Regions from separate parts of the Oryctolagus cuniculus genome. Here region 1 is linked to region 2. Evidence: chromatin contacts called from public Micro-C data. All regions are on one chromosome and are shown on one strand. The core of a region is the stretch at or near the end of the contact, and the rest is flanking DNA. Distances in the headings are between cores, read along the strand shown.

What was found. Hi-C and Micro-C count contacts between places; a contact is called where the count stands out from the background.
Region 1: a contact with region 2 is called in a Micro-C map of ear pinna, with 4 times the contacts expected there. The contact joins the enhancer-like site here to the promoter of CD46 in region 2. A contact is called at or near these places in 3 of 6 Hi-C or Micro-C datasets (ear pinna, embryonic fibroblasts and psoas muscle).

The regions. Positions count from the first base shown.
Region 1 is chr13:22,674,212-22,677,299 of mOryCun1.1, reverse strand. LOC103350987 reads left to right here. Exons shown (of 7, transcript XR_007909605.2): 7 at 1-3,088. Among named protein-coding and RNA genes, the nearest start is that of MIR29B-2, 4.1 kb to the right of the region's middle. Within about 2 kb of position 1,654, at least 3 of the 8 cell types and tissues checked have an H3K27ac peak or open chromatin away from gene starts, as enhancers often do. A contact at or near this core is called in ear pinna, where this site is marked.
Region 2 is chr13:22,621,207-22,624,414 of mOryCun1.1, reverse strand. It overlaps CD46 (CD46 molecule), which reads right to left and starts at 1,363. Exons shown (of 12, transcript XM_070055225.1): 1 at 1,105-1,363. The coding sequence starts at 1,228. CR1 (complement C3b/C4b receptor 1 (Knops blood group)) reads right to left here. Exons shown (of 31, transcript XM_017347820.3): 31 at 1,461-3,208. LOC103350988 (a long non-coding RNA gene) reads left to right here and starts at 1,366. Exons shown (of 7, transcript XR_011381410.1): 1 at 1,366-2,167.

The DNA.
Region 1 (3,088 bases), core at 405-2,904, 53 kb before region 2:
CAAGCAAGTTTAATACAAGTGTGTTGTCTGTGGCGGCTGAGGCCGGGAGCCCGCAGCGGGAGGGCCGACGGCCTGTCCCCTGCAGTTGGGGGCGTGCAGTTGCCCCATGGTCGCTGGAGGCCGTGAACACGTGGCCTTGATTCAGGTGTGTCAGCACGCCGCAGTCCTGGGTGGGAGGGAGCTGCCTGCAGAGCTCGTTCCCAGGAGTCCAGGACTGACGTGGCTTGGCCCGGGGCCTGAGTGGCCGAGACCTAGGGTGTCCTTGCCGGGACCGCCCCACCCCCCGTACTGTGTCGTCTGCCCAGAGCTTATCATCTGCTGCCGCTCCTCAGCTCGGACCCAAGCAGTGACCATGGCTCACCCTGCCAGAGGACGGGCACAGGCAGGGCGGAAGGGAACACAGGCTCCTGGCCGCTGGCCTCCCTCCAAGACAGGTGAACTTTGTGTTCAGAAAGGAACTTCTTTAATCTTTTGGCCTTTAATAGAAGTTATTTGTATTTTCTCTCCTTTATTTTCCCTCCTCTCTCTCTCCCTCCCTCCCTCCTTCCCCTTCCCCCCTCGCCACCCCCCCCCCCCCAGCCTCCGAAGAATTTAATCTGCTGGACAACAAACAATACTGTTATAAACTTTGAAAACAAGAGGGCGAGGCCTCCCTGACAAGGAGAGGGGCATGCCGGGTAACGGCCCGGGGGAGCGTGCCAGCCCCGAGATGGAGCCGGGCAAGAGCCCAGTTGGCTGGGTACCTGGGCTCCTGCCCCTGCCCAGCCCACTCGCCATGCCGTCCCCCGTCCAGGAACCGAAAGGAAAGGGGGGCACAGAGGAGCTGGAAAAGGGAAGCTGTACGGGCTCTCCTGATCTGATGGGAACGCAGCAGACTGCAAACTTCCTCCTCCACCTTCCTCCCCTCCCTCTCGCCCTCCCCCTCTCCCCTCCTCCTCCTCCTCTGGCTGCCTCCTGCTACTCACTGTTCTTGAGACTGGCCGGCAGAGGTCCTGATAACCTAAGGAGGCTGGGACAGCAGTGTTGTCAGCCCAGCGGAAGCCGGGAAGGAGGCAGGCCTGGGGCTGCCTGGCCCTCGGTGCGGCCTAGCTGCCAGCCCCCCCCAGCTAGGGAGGTGGAGCCACGTCACAGGGTGTGCCCTGGTGCGTGTGCTCTGCCAGGTGCGCACCTGCGCCACGAGGTGCATGGCTCTGCGCCGGCTTCCTGGTGCTGCCTCCTCCGGCCGAGCCGGGCCGGGATGTCTGGCTTGTAGACATGCTCTCCGCTCCGCCACACTGCTGCTCTCTGTCCCAGGAGGAGCGGAGGCTGTGCTGCACAGGCTGGGCATGCCCCTGGAGTGGCTCCTGGGGACCAAAGCGAGCTTTTCCCAGCTGGCAGGTGCGTGGGCCTGTGACAGTGGCACCTGGTGGGACACCGTGCCTTAGTTACAGCGTGGCGGCTGGAGGAGGGAGCGACCCAGCCCTGCCTCGGGGGAGGGGTGGCAGGGGGCCTCTGGGCATCTCCCACTAGCCCTTCGGAAGTGGAGCCCTGTGAAGCTGAAGCTTCTCTTCTGGTGCACCTCCGCTAGCCGAGCAGGTGAATCGGGCGTGGCGAGGTGGCGCCCTTCCTTTGGGTTGCGTCGGGCAGGGCCTGGGAGCTGTGTGGGGGCGTTGTTTGTGTAGTGGGTTGTAGGCATGCTGACTTGTCCTTTCCCGGGGAGCGCTGGCTTCCTGGGCGGCAGCACAGGGCTGTGCCTGTCCTCTGAGAGCTGAGCCCCCCTGTCTGGGAACATGGCTGTGGTCCTCCATCCCTGCCCCCTACGCCCGTCTCAGGCCAGGGCCGGCTGGCCACCGCGCCTTCCTCCCTGTCCGGCCAGCAGTCCCCACCCAGGACCTCCCCTGGGGAGTTTCCGAGATTTTGCTGATGGTGTCGAGGAAGGGACAGAAAACCTAGCTTGTTGGGAGTGCAGCTGCCTAGAAATGTAGGCCTGTGGAGCCCGGGGAGCTGATGCTGGGCGCATGGGTGCTTGGAAGGCTGTGACTTCTTGCCCTGTTATGCAAGGAGCCCAGAGGTGCTGGAGGATGTTACTGGGGTCCAGGGCCTGGGCCGAGCCGTGGTCAGGAGGCTGCTGGGATGGAAGCACCTGATGGAGATGGCCAGAGGCTGGGGGCCAGTCAGCACTGGGCTCTTCCATGCACAGCCTTCAGTTTATCACTCTTTCCTCTGATTCATTAACCACCGCGAGCTGGCAGCAGGCCCCGCCCTGACAGCTAAAGACAGAATGTCCAGGACACTGGGCCTGGGCCGAGAGTGACAGGAAGCTGGGCCGGCCTTTCCGTCCCTGCAGACAATACCCCGGGGCTGTCTGGAGGGCAGGTCGTTCCCCTTTTGCTAAAGGGCCTGCCCGGAGCCCCTCTCACCAAGACGAGCTCTTCCCCGCTGCCAGGAGCCCTGAAACCAGCATTCCCAGTGGCAAGAAGATGGAGGATCTGGCTCGGCTTCCGGCACCTCCCCCAGCCTGGCTGGAGCTCGCATCCGTCACGTAAGTAGCGGTGACTCAGCACCCAGCGCTGGGTCAGGAGGGAGACGCTGCTGCCTTGGCAGGAACCTTCCCACGTTCCGGATCGTGCACGCTGCGGCCGCGCAGAGCAGGCAAGCAGGACCTGGTTGCTGGGGGCCCGCATCTCTCTGCTCCGCGGGTTTTTGCTTTTGGTGGGGGGTGGCGTGGGAGAGGCATCTCGCAGATCAGGAACCCCTTTGCTTTCTGTGTTATTTTAGGAGCACCCTTCTGGGCCTAGGATGTGTAGGGCTCTGAGAGACATAGCCTGGCTCCAGTCAAGTAGAAGCTGCCTGTGCAATCTCCACCCCGTTTTCGGCCAAAGGCCCGTGAGTGGGATTTAACCCTTGGATGGGGCTTGCTTGGCCCGCGTGGCGCGTGTTTGCGTATCTGGTTTTGTGTGTCCTCAGACAAAACACGGCCTCCCCAGGCCACTGCGTGCTGCTGCTGTGGCTGCTGCCCAGTCCTCCGCCGAACACTGGGCTGAGTGGGACGGTCCACCCCGGCCTCGGCTCTGCAGACGGGTTCACCGAGGCCCGTTCAGGGCAGGCA
Region 2 (3,208 bases), core at 114-2,613:
ATAACTTTTCAGGAACTTTTTGAAGAGCCCTGTAATATGTAATGGGATCCTAATTATGATAGCTGGGGCAAACACACACAAAGTACATAGAAAAGCACACAAAAAATACCAAAATGTTAAAAGTGGTTTTTCTTTGTGTGCGGTGTGTTCAATATTTTAAATGTGCATTTTAAAGTATTTATTCATTCAATGAATGATTAAAAGAACAGATTTAATTATAAGGCTGTAGGGAAAACTCAGATTAACATGATTTAAGTCCCTTTCTTAAAATACTAATTTCTCACTAGGGTTGGCAACAATGTGGTTTATGCTCCTCCGGATGGCCTCAAATGTGACTCAGCCTTATGAAAACAAGGAAAATAACGCCAGAAACTCTTTAGGTGATAGAATCGGATACTGTCTGAATTGATTAGGAATGGGAAAAGAACTCCGTGGTTTATAAAAAAAAAAAAAAAAGAAAAGCAACTGTTTGTAAGCCAAGACTCATACAGTGTCTTACTTCACTGGAGGTTCCGAAAAGGTGGCGTGCTCTTACCGTTCCTCCAAGCAGGTAGCTCCAGGCCTGCAGAACCGCAGCCGGAGCACAGGCCGAGCGCGAGCCGGCCCGGAACGCAGGACAGCGAGCACTGCAGGGCGGGCCGCTTCGGCCACGCAGACTCTGAGCAGCCCTGGCCAGCGCATCTCAAACCCCGCAACCCAGCACAACCGGGCACGGCAGGCTCGCGACAGCCCGAGACTGTGGGGAGCAGCCCCACTCACCGAGGCATCGGAGCAGGCAGGATAAACTCAGCGCGGGCCGCAGCAGCACCTCCACGCACCTGGGCAATCCCAAGTGCAAGCAGGCCTTTACGTGGTGCACCTGTTCGTGCTCAATCCCGGAAATGCATTGCAAGCTTGGGCTAGGGACAGTGCCAGGCGCCGGGGAGACGCCCCCGACGCCCGCCACTCGACCGCCAAGCACACGGTCGCTCGGGTGCTGCGTGGTCCCCACAGTCCCCCGCTACACGCGCGCGCTCCCGGAGCACAGGCACTGCACCTGCCCGAGCCGCGCCCGCCCGAGCTCCAGCCTCGCGGCCGGCGAGCGCGCCCTCTGCAGGGTCCTACCCGAGAAAGTGAACAGCAGGAACCCCACAGTCACCAGGAGCGTCCCAAGCACGCGCCACCGTGAAGGAAGCGGACTCTCGCGCCGGACCGACGGCTCCTTGCTCGGCGCGGAAGACGCCGTCATTTTTCCAGACCTGGGCGAGGAAAACTGGCAACTAACTGAACAGGGGAGCCCTTTTTGAGTCTGGGGAGCAAACGCAACAATCCCCAAACTCACAAAGTGTCAAGGTGGGGGTGGCCACGACAGGTGGGCGTGGCCAGGGCGGAAGTGACAGGAGGCCGAGCAGGCTGGGGCCAATTGGAGGGCGGAGGGGCGGGGCCTCAAGCGGACGGGCGGGGCCTGGAGGTGCCGGAGCGACCCGGGTCGGCGGCTGGCCAGGGCCTCGCGGTTCTTTGCAGACCGCGGCGTTTGTAAACAGGGCCGCTGCCCTACCCAGGAAGGGTGGGAAGAAACCAGCTGGTGCTGTTGTCATCGTTTCTGGGAACTCCCCCTTGAAGAATGAAGCCTGTCGGCCTAAAGAGCGAGACCCGGAGCGCAGGCCGCGGGTGGCGGTGGAGCCGCTTCCCTCAGGCCCCGAGGCTGTCCGGAGCGGCGGCCCCGGGGATGGCCGTTGTCAGGCGTGCTGGGGCGCCGGGGGGCCGGGAGCAAGCTTCGCTAGCACAGAGGCGTGGGAACGCGAGGACGCGCGGTTCCGGGGCCTCGGCGAGCGGCCGGCCGCGCTGAGGAGAGCGGCTGGGGAGGACTGTGGTGGACCGGCGAGACCGCACAGGCGCTGTGAGGGAGCCTGCGTGACGACAAGGGAAAGTAAAGAGCGCGTGGAGTGGCCGGCACGAAACCAGCAGACAAGACGGGCGGACGTGTTCTTCCTGTCAGACAGGCGGAGAGTGAAAACAACCCGTGCGAGTGGCTTTTCAGGACTCTTAGAGCCTTGAAGTGAACAAGCCTTGTGGGCCCCCCGTGCCCCTCAGTTTACACCAAAGACATCAGAGCTCTGAGCGAAGGTTTATAATTTCGGGAAAAAATAGAAATCCTAGAAGTGGCGAAAGCATTAAGGAATTTATGGTAGGTATCTTTATGTGTTGGAATTCAGGGCAGCAAGTATTGTAAGAGTATCACCGTAAGAAACTATGATATATTTGTATGCCGGAAAAATCAACTCCAAATCCGTACACGGCTTTTATTAACACAAACGTATCCTGTTGTTACCCATAAAGAGAGACATTGGAAATACACCCACAATAACATCAGCTGATAGGATTGTAGACATTTTCTTTAGCATTTTCAGCTTTCTGCGTTTTCTGTTGATCCTATGTTAGGTTCAGAATAAAATAAAACGTTTAAAAAAATTCAACCTGTATATCAAAGACTGTTTTGTTCATAAAATCATGAATTACACAAGACTGATGTAGGAGAGGATGGCATGGAAATAGAGGGTAACCATATAGATCTCAAAGAGGTCTTCTGGAATTATAGAACTTTATCTATCACTATTACAGCTCTGTGTCTGAGAGGTACTGAAGACTTTCTGGTTTCACCAAATCATGCAATTACTTTTGTCAGAACAACAATGAAGCGATTGATTCTAGGCAGAGCATAAAATACACTATGCCTGAAGGTGATGTATAAAATCAACACCTGAGAATCTTGGAGGATAAAATCCAGACACATCTCAATGGCAAGGAAATGAGGTATCGTTGAGAACACATCGATGAAGAATTATTATTTCTATTAGTGCCTAGGGTTATGCAAGGCAGACATGTTTTGTGGCTCAGTGTCAGCACTTACTGGTGAAAACAGAATCAATTTGTTTCTGTATAACAATAAATGCTAAAAATGTCCCAGGCTTGGTAGTAACTAACATCACTTGTATTTTTTCTTCTAAGAAATTTAAAAATACATGGCTAGTGTTTAGTTTCATGTGCTGGATTACATTGATGTCTTTCTTATTGGAACTTGTTTCGATCAGAATTTCTGTCCTTCTGGTTTCTCAAGCGATTCTTAATGTACTTTCACATGGAGTTTTGTAAAACTAATTGTAATTTGACACAGTAGAGGCTCCATCTGAAATGTTCTGAGCCTTGTTCCCAATTTTGTGTGCAAGTT